2 separate regions of the Mus musculus genome follow, and region 1 is linked to region 2. A link is a contact called in public HiChIP or PLAC-seq data. All regions are on one chromosome and are shown on one strand. The core of a region is the stretch at or near the end of the contact, and the rest is flanking DNA. Distances in the headings are between cores, read along the strand shown. Region 1 overlaps Cd47 (CD47 antigen (Rh-related antigen, integrin-associated signal transducer)). Region 2 has its middle 16 kb from the start of Cd47.

Region 1 (4,365 bases), core at 165-2,664, 67 kb before region 2:
GATGGAAACACCAAGAAACTGGGACATTCATGATTGACAATGTCCCTGTCATTTTCTTTAAAAAAAGTTGTAATTTCAAGAAAGCTCTCTGCTTCCTTTGTAAACATCCATGTGTGTCAACCAGTGCACAACCATGGGTGAGCTCTAAAACTCATCTGTCCATGCATCAACCAGGGCACAATCACATGCAAACTTAATACTTACCGTCATTCATCATTCCTTTTGACTCTTTAAATGCTGAGGATTAGTAACAAGCAGGCAATTAGTCAGAAGGCAAGTTAGTAAGATTTCACAGTTAGAAATAATCTCAACATAAACAGATATGCCAACAACACAATGCCAAGTATCCCTTAACTAGACAGCTAGACTCATTTGAGGCTATCATTCATTGCAAAGCTCACACCCACAGCACCCACAAAAGCAAACAGACTTTCTGGGGAATACAGATCTAGATTTACATAGAAAGTAAGTGACACATTTTGGTATCACTCCATAGTGGCAGCCTGGATTTTTCTAGAAATCAGAAGCCACAGGGATGATTCTTTACTGAGGGTGTGACACTTCATCTTGTCCAGTAAAAAAAAAAAAAAAAAAAGGCTCAATGGTCCCCTTGCCCAAATGTCACTCAGTATAGCACGGGACAGTGAGAACATTACAAAAGCAACACTGCCAATTTCTGATGAAGAATCAAGAAAGTATTGAGAGATCAAGGCCAGAAAACATATGAACAAAAAAAGCAAGCAAACAAACAAAACTCCCAAACTGGATTCTTCCCAAGGGATTGGTGGGCATTCTAACGTCTTTGAGGATCAGTTCAAATTACGATCTGCTAATAGACCCAGACTTATAATGATCACATACCGTTAAGGGGTTCCTCTACAGCTTTCTGGAAAATATTTAAAATATATTTATAGAAAATGTACATTACTTTATGTGTTTTATGCTAAAACTTACACTATCATTGAACTTGTATTATAAGTGGAGAATCCTATGGTCTAAAAGCAAAATGAGACAGCAAAAGCTAATGAAACAAAGCTTCCCAAGGCTAGTTAATAGTTTAATAATAGCTGCCTTATTCTCTTAGTATTTTTTTCTGTGAATAATTCCCTACTCCACCCACCATTCTCAGTTCAAGAAATTCTTATAAAAGTATTAATGTACAAACATGCAAATTGCAGTAACAGATAGAAAACACAGTTAAATAAGAGATGGTAGCAAAGCAGAATCATTTTCACATCATGCAAATTGAACTCAGTAACAGCAAGAAAATTGGTAGGATTTAACGGTCCATTGCTTAGGTTATCTCTAAGCGGCTCTAGGAGAACTGTTAGCTGCTTGTGGCTAACACAGCTGTGTCACCAGTCTCCTCAGAATAAGAGGCAGAGGTGAATTAACACATTCTCCCAAGCCCGCCCTTTGGGCGTGTCCTTAGAGGCTGCCAGAGTTATCTGCCAGTCACTGTGGACAGGAAGCTGAGTCCAATATACTCCCACTTCAGATCTTAATTCCATGTAAGAACTCTCAGGTCTGTCACCATGGTGAGTTTATACAGTAATTTTTTTTCTCATACATTTCCTCCTGAATTTGATCTTTTTCTTAGAATTTTCCCAAAGACCTTATGGAGGTATTCAAATACAATAAAACCTTTAGGAAGGAAAAATGCTGATAAAATCGTAGGTCATTATTTGGAATGGATCTCTTCAACAACATATACCTTACAGACTATACTTTTTAAGGAAGTCAATTTAACACAAACTTTTCTTCCTTAATGTCGTGCTCAAAACTGTCACTCTATAAACTCACATCACACAAATCCAACAGATGGGGAGACACAGTGGAATCAGCTTCCTGCTGATGGAAGAGATAATTATATTCCCCCTCATAGATTCTGCATCTACATAGGGAGTACAAACTTACAGGGACACTTCTGTCTCATCAGTACTTAAATGCCTCAAGGTAAATCTTATGACACAAACAGACCTATTCATACACAGGCCCTGAAATGACTTCAGCATTGCCTTAATTTGATGTCACATTAAGCATAGAACCAAACAGTCCAATGTTCCAACCCCTCATTTTAATCCACCAAACAACTGCTTTTAATTAATTTCATAAACTTGGACTTACCCTAGGAGGTTGGATAGTCCTCTGGTTGGAAGCTGGTATAAATAAAAGCATAAATGCAACCAATAAGATACATAAAGCAATATAATACTTAATTTTAAGATAACATACATGTTCAGGACTAAAGCCAGAAGGTACTAGAGACTCCAGTGCAGGAGTTGTAGCTTTGATGGTCTACTTGAAAACTACAGAGGACTCTTGATTAAATGCATTGACAGGAGAAAAGCAAAGAGATGCCTACAGCAAATAAAAAAAAATAGACTCACTCATGTGCACATGCCTCTCTCATGTCAGATACCTGTCATACCTCATGTTGAAGAGAGGCTGTCAACTACTCACTGTTACCAGGGTACCATCTCTTTCTCCTTCCCAGCTGGGATGGCCAGAATAGGGCAACGAGTGACTTCCCCTCTCTCAACACACTCTCCTTGTTCCGAACTGAGCAGCCTTTTCTTCCTTTCTCTCATATTCCCAGTCCTCAAAGCTCTAGGCAGCTAGCACGCTACAACAAAGCATGAGCCCTTCAACGCCCCCTCCCTCCCTCCCTCCCTCGAGCTTAGAGCTACCCCAGATTGGTAGTTTCAAACCAAACCAGGGCTCCTCCCTCTGTGTATTCCTCCCTGGTGTTTTGAGTTGCAACCTTTACTGCTTCTGCACAGATTAGCTAATGAAGATGCAATAATAGAGGGCAGGAACTAAATGACAAGAGGGAAAAGAACAACATTAGACTGGTTTTAAAAAAAGACAAGAAAAAAGAAAAGAAAACTTCCTTGTAAAACCAGTTCAGGGAGCCATAGAGAGCAAGGAAAGCAGGTCTTAACACATAGCCTGTGTCCCAAGAACAGGAAAACGTGACCAGAAATAGTCTCTCAACAACTCAGGATTCTTTTCCTAGGCACAATTTCCTACCCCACCCATCTCAGTTTGAGAACTCCAAGCTTCCAGGTTTTTTAAACAGTGTAAGCACTCCGAGAGCCACAGCGGAATACACAATGTAGTTTTAAGGCAGGAGCAATGCAGAGTAATTTCCCAGTCATTCTGGACTGCCGAGAAACAGTGTTAGGGCTTATAGGATTCCACAGAAACCCAACTGGCTAGCACACAGAGGCACGCCCAAGACAGCCAAGTTCCCCTACCCTGCCCGTGCAGACTCAGCAAGCGTCTAACGCTAATGAAGACCAGGCTTTCTCAAACTGGAAAAGTGCAGCCACCAGGCCAGACATACACATCACATTACCACTAGAATTAGAAGAGGTTAAATTACAAACAACTAGAAACATAGGGATAGGAGGGACAGGTTTCAAAAGAAGAGAGAAAGTAGGCAAGGAAGAATTTGGAGTGGTGGGAATGAAGAAAGAAGCAGCTATGGAGTGTATCACACAGTTAGGCAGGAGATTGGGAGAAAAATGCAGTCATTCTTAAGTTACGTAAACTGAACTCAAGTAACAGGGAGAAGTAAGTGCTCAGCTATAAATGAGGCAGTTACCCCATCCCCCATTGAGGCCCAGGGAACACTGGGGAAGAAAGGGCAGAAGGAAGATAAGGGGTGGACGACAGAAACCAGAGCTACATGACTGCTATCTTCTGGGCATGCTACACACATTCTAACCATGAACCCAACGCAATTACACTTGCCTGCAGTACACCTCAACAAGACTGGGCCTGTCAGAAGCCAGGTGCTGATGGGGGGGGAGGGGGACCCAAGAGGCCTGGATCCCTTCCATCAAAGAAATGGCTAAGGAAAGATTCTGAGCCCTGGAGAGGCATTCCCTCAGCTGAATAAATACTCATGAGCCTGTCGGGCTCCAGTAGACCATTCCAAACTCATGGTCACTTAGATGGCCCTGGTTAAACCCATTGAGTCTTAAAACACAAAGAGTTCCATGCTGTATCTCATGAATACAGCAACGAGATTTGCAGGGAGGAGAGTGGGTTGATGGGGTGCTGAGGAAAGGCCACATGGAGGGTGACAGTAATCAGAATGTATTCTATAAACACCTGTATGAGAATGTCGAAGGACACATTCAGTGATAAAAGACTGAGAAAGCACAGTAGTGTGTGCACAAATTCAAAAATAGAAAAAAAAAAAAACGGTGTTCTACTGAGAGTCACGGGGGAAGCCAGATTTATGCTGCTCTCAACCTTGCTCAGAGAGGTTTCCGTTTGCAATTGTTAGTGGTGAAGGCAGACTCATCAGGAGCCAAAGTGCTGAGAGTCAGTCAGTGACCGGATGCTCAGCCA
Region 2 (4,231 bases), core at 228-2,727:
AACTGGTAAAATATCCAAGGGGGTGCCCAACCCCAACTGACATACCTACTCAGGGAAAATAAGAAAGAAATGGTAGAAAAATTGTAGAAGCCAAAGGACCAGGACAAAGGCTGTGGGGTAGTGTCTTCTGGACATGGCAGGAATGTTGCATCTACGAACTCTCAACAATATGGCTGCCACAGAACACTTGAATAATACTACATCAGTTGACATACTAACATGGATTTGGGGGAAGTTCATTAGTTTCCACTCCTCCATTGTGTGTGTGTGTGTGTGTGTGTGTGTGTGTGTGTGTGTGTGTGTGTGTGTGCACGTGCATGTGCATGTTTCTTCTGAAACCTTCCTGGGCAGCAGAGTGATGAACTGCAGGAGGCAAGTTCAGTATAACACAATTCAGTAACTAGTGTTGGTTCAGACTTCAGGAGTCTGACCCCGGTGATTTATTTTAGACATATTTAAGCACAGCACAATCTGGTAGAAACTAATCTTGTGATAATTAACTCAATCCTGTGTGCACAACAAAGCATGCATAAATCTCCTTGAGGAACAAAGTAAGCTAAATGCAGATAAGTCATGTCTGCCTTGAAAACTCCCTGTTAACGTACCTGTGACACTCACCAGAAAGATGGCTTCTATAGATCAAATGAGAAAAACAAATCCAAAAGAAGGGTCTGGAAGAGAATCTGGGGCTGGAGAGTGTCCAGCCACACAGATCACTCAAGGGTCACCAGGCTAGAAAGCACACTAGCTCCAGCCTTCCAGGCAGAAAACAGAGTTTACATTCCCACCCTGGAAGCTACCCCTTGTATTTAACCTTCCAGGTTCCCGAGAGTATGTGTTTGAGCACAAAGACCCCTGTGCCCATACACTACAGGAAGAAATACAGGCAGTCAAAGGCTGAGGAGGGAGGGGAAAATCAGTTCTCCTTATAAGTGAACCCTCCTCTGATAAGTTGCCCAAGCCTAAGGTTAGCCCTAAACCTGTGTATATATAGGAAACACTAACTGGGCTTCATAGGATATATATATCACATGTATATTGTATGTATATGTTTATACTTACACATATACATCCTGTATATATCCTGTGAGTGTATAGTTGTATATGATTTTTTTCAAAAAATAAAATAAAATAAAGCTTGAGCCGAAGAAGACCAGATAATAACCGGGAACCAAGTTCTATGTGTCGAAAGGAGAACCAAGAGCATTTGCTGTCAGACCAAATGTGGGGTAGTAGAGAAATTCAGGAGGAAATGTAGCTCTGTGGTATTTGGTTATGAGTAGAGGCAGAGTCAGCTCTGCTGGCTCGAGGGAAACAAGGAAGAGAGATAAGTGGGAGAAAGGCCACCAGGAGTCAGCTTGAGTCATAAGAATTTAAGATGCCTCTAGGATAACGGAATTGGACAGGATGTTCCCTGACTCTGCCTGGCTCCAATAGTCTCTGATCACATGACTGTGTGATGGTAACACCCCAGTTCCCAGCAGCGTCTTCTGTGATCCTCCTCTTTAGAGAGACCTGGCACACTGTGTTTCTCTGTCTTCCGCAAAAGCAGTCGGTTGATTATGATTACTTGAGAAAGGGGAAGCAATGTAAATTTCCCTTCCATCCACCATGTGGTCAAGATGAGGAAACTTCAGATGTGTTCACCCTCTTCGGAAATGTCCCAAACGATGCGTGGCTTCTGATAGCCATTTTGCTGGAGGGTCCTCCAGACAACCGTAATTTTCTTCCTCTTCCTTCTAGCACTTCTCACTGAGAGCTGGCTTCCCTCTGCCTTGATGCTTTGCACCCAGGTAGCAGCTGAGCTAGTGGCGTTTGTCTGTGGCATAGGGCACCCTTCCCCCCTCTGTGGAGCTGTTTACAGCAAAGAGCAGGCAAAACCGCACTGGGCGTATGCTGATTGTAACATATTTAAAATATGAGCATTTATCAGAGGTAGCAGATGGAGGCAGCAGAGTGGAGCTCCCAGAACCGAGGGCAGGGTGTGTTTCATTCAAGTGTAAAACTCTACCATCTAGACTCAGCTGGCACCGGCTCATAAAACCAGTGAAGAGAAAGCCGGGTGGAAAAAAAGCCACCTTTGTGCTAAGTTCGGAAGGTTACAGCATTCCCTGACCTTGAGTCCTCCAGGCCTGAAAGACAGTATTCACTGCAGGAGGGGAAGAGCAAACCTTCTCAACCGGTGTCCTTAATGTATTTTACTTTCTTAAAATCTAATCAATCTAAGGAAAATTCAGAAGCTCAGAGTAAATAGAAATAGAAATCGTTTGACTCTTCTGACAACCTTTTGTTGCGTGCTTTACCCAAGAGCAGTCTGAGACAAGGAATTAGGCGAGTCTGTACATGGAAGCTCTTAAATATTAGATACGTTCAGTTTTTTTTTCAGTTTTGATTTCTTTTTACTGTCTTCCTCACCGCTCTCCCTGAAAGCATAAATATATTCAAAGTCTACTTTATTGACTATTTGAACTAAGAACTATATTTCGGCCGTGAACTTACTACCTCGGGGCCTCAAGTACCGAGCTCAATACATTAATGGTAAAAAGAGAGAAGGAGAAAAAAAATAATTTTAACATGTCTATTTGAGAGAAGAGCTAAGATTGCATCATTCCGTTAGGCAAAGCCAATTTTAAGAGTTGATCTCAGGTTTGCAGAAGTGCTTGGAGTAGCTCAAAAAAGGGACAGTAGATTAGACCAAAACAGTAAACCTTTGTTTGATACTTGCCTTCCATTACCTTTTGAGAGGCACTGGAAAGTCAAGTGGGAAAATCACGTAATTCTTCCCAGTACCCTTTTATGAGATACTCAAGGCACCCTAGTGTCATTATATATGGAAGGTAAGGATCCCATTCTTTGCACAGCCCCTCCCCCATGCCCTAGTCAGAATTAATCACCATCCCTAGCACCCCTACCCCCACCCCCACCAATGGTACCACCAGGAAGGCATAATGTCACATTTAAATATACCACATTTTGTACTTAGCTGGTGCTCATGATGCATTGTGAATCTGTCAGAGAAAGTATAGCTTAGTGCCTGGCACACAATTGGTACTGAATTCATTGAATCAAAGATTAATGACTGTAGAGAAATAATGTAAGGTGATCTGAATGGGGGGAAAAAAGATCATCAAATGTCCCTTTTTATCATAGTGTCTTCATATAGAATAGATCTATTAGAGAGGCTCCCATTTGGATGGATGACAATATCTACCATCTATTGTCAGGGTTGTTCTTATTTCTGGTGTTTTGTTTGCTTTGCTTGCGTTTTAGCATTTCGTTGACAATTGTATTGAGCATCTATTGAAATCACATTAGGTGATAGCTGGAGGATGATGAGATGATCAGGAGACTTTCTGCTCTGCAGGTGCCTGTACTTCCTAATGAGCTCGACCAGTATGCTGGGTGCAGAGGGGCACTGAGAGCAAGAGGGAGGGGAAGAGCCAGGGAGCACCAGGACAAACACAGCTGATGCTATGAAGAAGCGGCAGGGTATCAGTCAGGGCAGCAGTTCTCAGCAGGAATGGCATCTTTCAGACAGTTTGGACATTCTAGGGGACCTTTCTCTTGTCATTTAACAGGAGTACATGTCTATCATCCAGTCAGCAAAGGCCAGAGATGATATATGTTCTTGTGATTGGTATATGTTCCACATCCCAGCATGATATGTAAATATGCCCAAGACATTCATGTAGGTGAATATCTGGTTATAATTTTCACAGCCTAACACCTAACCCATGTCATGTGTGAATACAGAGCATGCATCACATACTGCATTTTCTAGGAAAACAATTTCTTCGTGAATAAAAAGAATATTCCGGTCCTTCTGTCTTTGGAACCTTGCAAGGGATTGTTCACCATCTTGGAAATTCATAGAACTGTGTAACAGGTTGGTTCTTAGAATCTATTTCCCCAACACAGTACATCTGAGTCAGTCTCCATTTGTAAACAACAATCCTCAGTGCTTCTAAGGAAACATTTTGATCTTAACTTTGTCTTGTTATATCGTGTGTGTGTGTGTGTGTTTGTGTGTGTGTTTGTGTGTGTGTGTGTTAGTGTGCATGCATGTGCACGTGTGCACATAGAGGCCAAAGGTAGATATAGGTTGTTCTTCAGGCATTTCACTTTACTCTTTGAAACTGGGTCTTTCATTGAACGTGAAGATCATGAGTTCAGCAGAACTGATTGGCCAGCAAACCTAGGTATCCTTTTGTCTCTGCCTTCCCAGCACTGG

What was found. HiChIP or PLAC-seq counts read pairs in DNA pulled down with a chosen protein or histone mark.
Region 1: a contact with region 2 is called in an H3K4me3 HiChIP or PLAC-seq map of bone marrow-derived macrophages, with 4 times the contacts expected there. The contact joins two enhancer-like sites. A contact is called at or near these places in 1 of 15 datasets of contacts at CTCF or cohesin (CD8 T cells), 1 of 484 Hi-C or Micro-C datasets (nephron progenitors) and 2 of 115 datasets of contacts at active chromatin or transcription factors (CD8 T cells and bone marrow-derived macrophages).

The regions. Positions count from the first base shown.
Region 1 is chr16:49,904,575-49,908,939 of GRCm38.p6, reverse strand. It overlaps Cd47 (CD47 antigen (Rh-related antigen, integrin-associated signal transducer)), which reads right to left. Exons shown (of 9, transcript NM_001368415.1): 8 at 2,128-2,159. Among named protein-coding and RNA genes, the nearest start is that of Gm19723, 49 kb to the left of the region's middle. Within about 2 kb of position 1,414, at least 87 of the 459 cell types and tissues checked have an H3K27ac peak or open chromatin away from gene starts, as enhancers often do. A contact at or near this core is called in bone marrow-derived macrophages, where this site is marked.
Region 2 is chr16:49,837,542-49,841,772 of GRCm38.p6, reverse strand. It overlaps Gm4633. Among named protein-coding and RNA genes, the nearest start is that of Cd47, 16 kb to the left of the region's middle. Within about 2 kb of position 1,477, at least 197 of the 459 cell types and tissues checked have an H3K27ac peak or open chromatin away from gene starts, as enhancers often do. A contact at or near this core is called in bone marrow-derived macrophages, where this site is marked.